Regions from separate parts of the Macaca mulatta genome. Here region 2 is linked to region 1. Evidence: chromatin contacts called from public Hi-C data. All regions are on one chromosome and are shown on one strand. Each heading gives the region's core, a stretch centred on a gene start, on an enhancer-like site or on the middle of the called end of the contact. The rest is flanking DNA. Distances are from core to core; before and after follow the strand shown.

Evidence for each region. A called contact is a pair of places that touch in the nucleus more often than the background predicts.
Region 2: a contact with region 1 is called in a Hi-C map of fetal cortex germinal zone, with 3 times the contacts expected there. The contact joins two enhancer-like sites. A contact is called at or near these places in 7 of 14 Hi-C or Micro-C datasets (CD4 T cells, blood, fetal cortex germinal zone and 3 more).

What each region holds. Positions count from the first base shown.
Region 1 is chr11:2,488,737-2,491,684 of T2T-MMU8v2.0, forward strand. WNT5B (Wnt family member 5B) reads left to right here. Exons shown (of 5, transcript XM_077953265.1): 5 at 2,607-2,948. Among named protein-coding and RNA genes, the nearest start is that of FBXL14, 55 kb to the left of the region's middle. Within about 2 kb of position 1,520, at least 8 of the 40 cell types and tissues checked have an H3K27ac peak or open chromatin away from gene starts, as enhancers often do. A contact at or near this core is called in fetal cortex germinal zone, where this site is marked.
Region 2 is chr11:2,656,964-2,659,911 of T2T-MMU8v2.0, forward strand. CACNA2D4 (calcium voltage-gated channel auxiliary subunit alpha2delta 4) reads right to left here. Exons shown (of 36, transcript XM_077953269.1): 33 at 1,490-1,607. Among named protein-coding and RNA genes, the nearest start is that of LRTM2, 31 kb to the right of the region's middle. Within about 2 kb of position 1,463, at least 22 of the 40 cell types and tissues checked have an H3K27ac peak or open chromatin away from gene starts, as enhancers often do. A contact at or near this core is called in fetal cortex germinal zone, where this site is marked.

The DNA.
Region 1 (2,948 bases), core at 270-2,769:
CCTTAACTCCTTATCTCTCCCTTTGCCTCTGCCTGCTTCAGGTTGGGAATTCCTGGCCCTGTCTATTTTTTATCCTCTCCAAGGAACAGGCCTCGGCCATCAGTCATCATCTGAGGCCGGAGGTATTCACTGCCTGCCTCCTCACACCGACACACAAAGTTCTCCGGCAAGGACTGAGTGATGGCTGGGATGGAAAATAGACAAGTATTTTAGAACCAGATTAAAAAGAAGAAAAGATTATCCAGGATCTGACGTCTTGACACAGAGTCAATCTTAAGCTCCTTTGCCAGAAGTTTCTCCTGGCCTGCAAGAGCATCTGATAGCTCCTTCTTAGACAGTGGCGACAGCACCCGCGGCTGATGTTGTTCTGCCACTGAAGGGTTTGTAAGCATTTTCCAGATAAAAGCCTGGTGCCTAATCCTGTGACATTCCTGTCTGTCACCAGGCTCAACACACCATTAGATAGAAGTGGAAGAGGAGCTGAGAGGGCTTTTCCAGGGACAAATTGTAGAACTAAAATATTTTTTAAAGCTTTTTTTTTTTTTGGCTTTTTGAGTTAGCAGTCTGGGCTGAAAATTGGCATTTCCCCCTATCGCCTACAAAAGGAGCTTGTGTGTGTGTATATATATATGTTGATATATATATATCAATAGTAAAATATGAAAAACATTGCAGATATTCCTATCTCTACAACATCTTTGAATTAGGGAAAGGATGGAGGGGGTGTTTAAACTGGTGCGCTTCCTCTTGGATTTGTTTTCCTAAAATTCTGCTCCTTGCCCTCCAGAGTCTTGCTCCGACTCTCCTTCCCCAACTCTGTCTGTTTGCCCTGCGAGAGATGCTTATCCGTGCCCTGAGCTGCTAAGCAACAAGGTGCGCAGTTTCCAACCCTTAATGTTTCCTTCTCTCAGCAATGCCAGACGCCTGTCATCCCTCTCTAAACCAAGGACCATTTCCAGAGGAATGTCAGGCTGCAGCTCAGACCCAGGGCATTTGCGCCGGAAGGGTAATTGCAGGCCCCGTCTTTGAAGTGTCTGTGGGAATAGGGTGTCAGTTCCTTTATGTCTTGGACCTGGAGCTGCCCGGCTAAGTGCTGGTGCCTTTCACCTTGGGAAGAGCCTTCCTTTCCTTCCTCCTCTGCTCTCAGCCAACTTTGAGCCCCAAGATGGGAGTGGATAAGTGCTTGTTGTTCTGACTCCTTTCTGGGTGGCCTTGGAGGTTAGTGAGCCTCTCTAGAGCTTCAGTTTTTCCACCATAAAATAGTGGGAATAATTCCGTCCCGGAAAAAACTCAGGAAGACTTTTGACAACAGTCGCATGCACTGATGATGGCTGCGCTGTCTCTTGCACCTGCAGTGGTCTCTGCTTAGCTCTGAATAAAGACACGATCTGGGGGCTCTTGAAAAGAAATCTAAGAGAAACCCTTGAAAAATGAGTCCTGACTCAGTTGGTGACAATGGCTGTGCATAAGAAAATGGTCTGCAGCCGGCTTGCGTTTTCATCCCGCCGTCTGCACGCCTGGGCCTGCTGCCAGGGTTGGTTGCCATGGTGCGTCCGTGTGCTGCCGTTGAAAGCACTTTGTACGCAGCTTTCTGGTCTGCTCTTGCTTTTACGTTTTGATTTGGGATAACTCAAGTTCGCATCTACTCCACGTTGCGATGTTCTGTGACTTCTGGGTTAGACTTGTTTTCGACAAAGTGCTCCCGCAGGCAGGCCCAGCCACTTGCAGTTCCCTTGCACGTTGCCTCACTGTGTCACTCCGCCTCTCCTGGGGGGTCTGGGGGCTGCTAGAGAGGAAGACAAGTGGTCTTGCTTACAAATGGATGGCGTATGGCAAGACTCCTGATGACTCCATGGAGCTAGTGACCACGTGGCAACATGGGGAAAGGGGCCATTTAATTCTCAGGGTATTTGACAAGATCAGGGAGAGTTTTGGGCTAACCAGGGCTATGCCAGGGATTTCTGTGATAGGCTTGTGATACAACTGGATTCTTTTTTCTGACTTGTGCTCCTATCATGCAAAAGCTCGACACATTTTGTTGTTTTGTTGTGTTTTGCTTTGTTTCTAGAGATGGAGTCTTGCCCTGTTGCCCAGGCTGGAGTGCAGTGGCACAGTCATAGCTTGCTGCATCCTCAAATTCCTGGGCTCAAGTGATCCTCCTTCCTTGGCCTCCCCAGTAGCTGGGACTACAGGCACTAGCCACAGTGCCTGGCTGTATTTTGTTGGATATTATTTATTTGTTTGAGGCTTTGATCAAGACGGAGATATCTTTGTTTTCCGATTGTGAAAAGGATGCATTGATTGTAACAGGTTTTGAAGAATGAGAAACTGATAGAGTAGAGAGTGAAAGTGCCTCGGTGCCATCCTCTTGGCTGATAGGAACAGGTTGCCTTGCCTCCCCGGTGTTATTTTCTGTGGCGCCCCTTTCATGTTTTCCCTCTGAGCACCCGAGCACCCTGGAAGGATCTTTGCATGCATTTGAAAAGCTATCTCTCCCCATACCCTACCTGCCCCTCCTGTGTCCGAGGCCTGTGACTACCCCAGCCACCCTCTGGGCCTCTTCTGCCGGGATCCTCCTTTTTACTCCCTTCTTTCTCCTCCCCTAGGCTGTGTATAAGATGGCAGACGTAGCCTGCAAATGCCACGGCGTCTCGGGGTCCTGCAGCCTCAAGACCTGCTGGCTACAGCTGGCCGAGTTCCGCAAGGTGGGGGACCGGCTGAAGGAGAAGTACGACAGTGCGGCCGCCATGCGCGTCACCCGCAAGGGCCGGCTGGAGCTGGTCAACAGCCGCTTCACCCAGCCCACCCCGGAGGACCTGGTCTACGTGGACCCCAGCCCTGACTACTGCCTGCGCAATGAGAGCACGGGCTCCCTGGGCACGCAGGGTCGCCTCTGCAACAAGACCTCGGAGGGCATGGATGGCTGTGAGCTCATGTGCTGCGGGCGT
Region 2 (2,948 bases), core at 213-2,712, 170 kb after region 1:
TGCTGCATTTCCTTTCCTAGCAGATTGGAGAAAGTGAGGAAGTCCAAACCGGGCCGCTTTGGAGAGTGCAGAGTTGTTATTAATACATGCAGGGACAACAGGCGTCAATCAAGACCATCCAGAGCAAACGGGAGGGGCGGCCACGCTTGCTTTGGGTGAGGGTGGCGGGGGCAGGCCTGGGCGAGGCGGCAGTGCTGGGGCTTGGCCACCAGGTGGCGCGGTGGTCCCGCGCTCGGCGAGGCCGCCCCGCGAGGAGTGGCGGGAGTGGGGCGGGGCCCGCCCACCGGGCCCACGGCCTTCCCAGCAGTCCCAGCGGCCGCCTGCCGAGCCCTCCGCCGGGACGGGGGTCTCCCACGTCCACACGTGCACACCGCAGCCGTGTACACGCTAAGCCTTCACGGCTCTCCAAGAGGCTGCTATTGTGCCCATTTTGTAGATGAGCAAACGGAGACTAGAGCAGGCGAAGTCACTGGCCCACGGTCCGGAGCCAGGAAGAGCAGAGCCCGTTTTAAACTCAGGTCTATCTGAGGCCCTCGCTTCACTCCGAGACCGCGGCTCTATCCTGGCACCGAGCCCTGGAGACTAGTGCACAGGGGACGCGCATCTCAACCCTCAACCCTGCACGGAACCCGGGGTGACACCCGCGCGGCAAGACGCGCAGGGAGGGGGAAGGGAGCCCCCATGCCAGCGCCGCGGGGGCCGCACTGTTCAATGGGGTGCCACGGCCGGGGGGTCTGGCCGAGGCGACCCTCGAGGAGGCCGCTGCGTTCCCGGGGTGGGGTCCTCCCGGGCTCGGCGGCGGGGGTCAGCACGAGAGACCCTTCCGTCCGGCCTCCCGGCCTCCCCGGGCCAGGGCGGGTTGTAACTAGCGGCGTCCACACAGCAGGAAGCCTGGCCGGGCTGCTGTCCGCGCGCTGGGGGACCCAAGTCGGTTCCCTCCTGGAGCCTCCTGAGATGGGCGCATGGCAGAGATGGGCACATGGCAGAGCAGGGCCGCGCCATCCAGGCGGGGACTGTGCCCAGCGCTCCGCTTCCTCCCAAGGCTCCCAGCGGCCCAGGACATCGCACACTTTCCGGCTTCTCTTCTCGCACCTCCCTCTGCCTTCCAAGTGCTCCCGGTGCAGCTCAGCCCTGGCCCCGGCCTGTGCCCGAGCAGGGGTGAGGGAGACCCGCTGAAGGCCCCCTCGCCCAGGGACGCCGCGGCCTCGGCGGGGTGGGGTGGGGTGGGGCGGGCTCGCCACACGGGGTCTGGCCTCGCCGCCTCTCCCCGCTCCCCTACGGCAGCGCCCCCGGCTGTCCCGGCCCCCAGCGTCCCGCCCGCCGCAGACCTTCCGCCTCCTGCGTCTCCTGCACGGAGGGCGGCGCGGGAAGACCCCGGCAGCGTGGCTCGCGCTAGAAGCTCCCCCTCCTCCCAGGCCCTGCCCCGGCTTCCGTCTCGCGAGGGAGGGAGGGGCGTGGCGGGACGGGCGGCGCCGCCCTGCGGCCTCACTTCTGGCAGGGCCCGCACTCGATGATCCCGTTGGCCTCCCGGATGGCCGGCTGGTACACGAACACGGGGTACTCGGTGTCGCACGGCTGCAGCTGGTCCTGCTTCTTTTGTTTGTGGGCTGCGAGCAGAGAAGGGACATCAGGCCGCCAAAGGGGCCTCGGAGGGCATGGCCTGGGGTGACCTCGCCTCAGCCTTCCCAGGGCCAGAGTTCCCCCCAGTCCATCTGCAGGTGGCCCCTCCTCAGGCGGTTCTCGGTACACGTGTGGAGGAGCCGGTGGGGGTGAAGGGAGGGGAAGGCACGGAGAGCGGCTTCACACGGGGAGCGCCGCGGGGCCCTGTGTCTTGGTGGAGGGAAAGCGCTTGCTCTCTGGGAGCCTGGCTCTGGCTGTGAGCTGGGGGCGGTGCACCATCTCCAGGGCTCCTTCCAGCACTCAGATCCGGGGAGGGTCTGAGCGGGGAGCAGAAGCAGTAGGGGCACCAAGGGGTGGTTTGGGGGTACTTAGGCCCACCACCCCTCCCCTCACTGTGGACACACCTAGCGCTGTTCCTGGGCAATCCTGCCCTCCTCTCCCGCATAGCCAGGCCCACCTGAGGGCCTGGGGTGGGGGCAGCCGGGCAGGTGGGCTCCAGGCCTGGGGCTACCAAAGCCCAGAAGGCACAGCCGCCTGGCGCGGGGCTCCTTGGGGGCAGTGCGATTTGCCCTAGCTCCCTGGGACAAGGACAGTGGACTCAACCGAAGGCAGAGGCGAGTGCCTCAGCCCCGCTCTGGGGGACCCAAGTCTGTTTGCTCCTGGAGCCTCCTGAGGTGGGCACATGGCAGAGCAGGGCCCCACCGCACAGGCGAGGACTGTGCCCAGCGCTCCTGTTCCTCCCAAGGCTCTCTGCGTGGCCCTTCTGTTCTCAGGGCCCGGCTGTGGCCCCCAAGGATAGACCTAGAGGTGGGGGCCACAAGTGTGAGCTACCTTTCCAGGCTCATGTGGGGTCCTACAGGAGAGCATGGGTCTCCTCAACTTCCAGACCCAGAAACTTCCAGCCAGAGTTCGAAACCCAGAGCGGACACCGGCTGGCACGCGGAAAACCCTCACTGAGACGAGCAAGCCCACAGCGGCTGGGCTGTGAGTTTTGTCCCCAGGGCTGGGCACAGAGGCCTGACAGCGGCAGGGTTGAGTGGCATCCCCAAGGTCACGCAGTGGAGGGGGCTGCAGCACCTACACCCCGGCCTGGGACTCCAAGTCCAGTGCTCCTTCACTGAGGACACTGACACCTGGGCAGGCCAGGGGGAGGAGCTCCAGGGGACAGGTGCCCCAGAGAAGAGAAATTCTGAGTAGGCAGATTGAGGGGGATCATCCTCAAGATACAGCTGCTGACAGAGGGGGCAGTGTCCCCACCCCACGGTGAAGCCCTGTGTTTCTGCGCACGGGGGTGGGGACCTGCTTCTAAGTGACACAGCGTTCCTGGT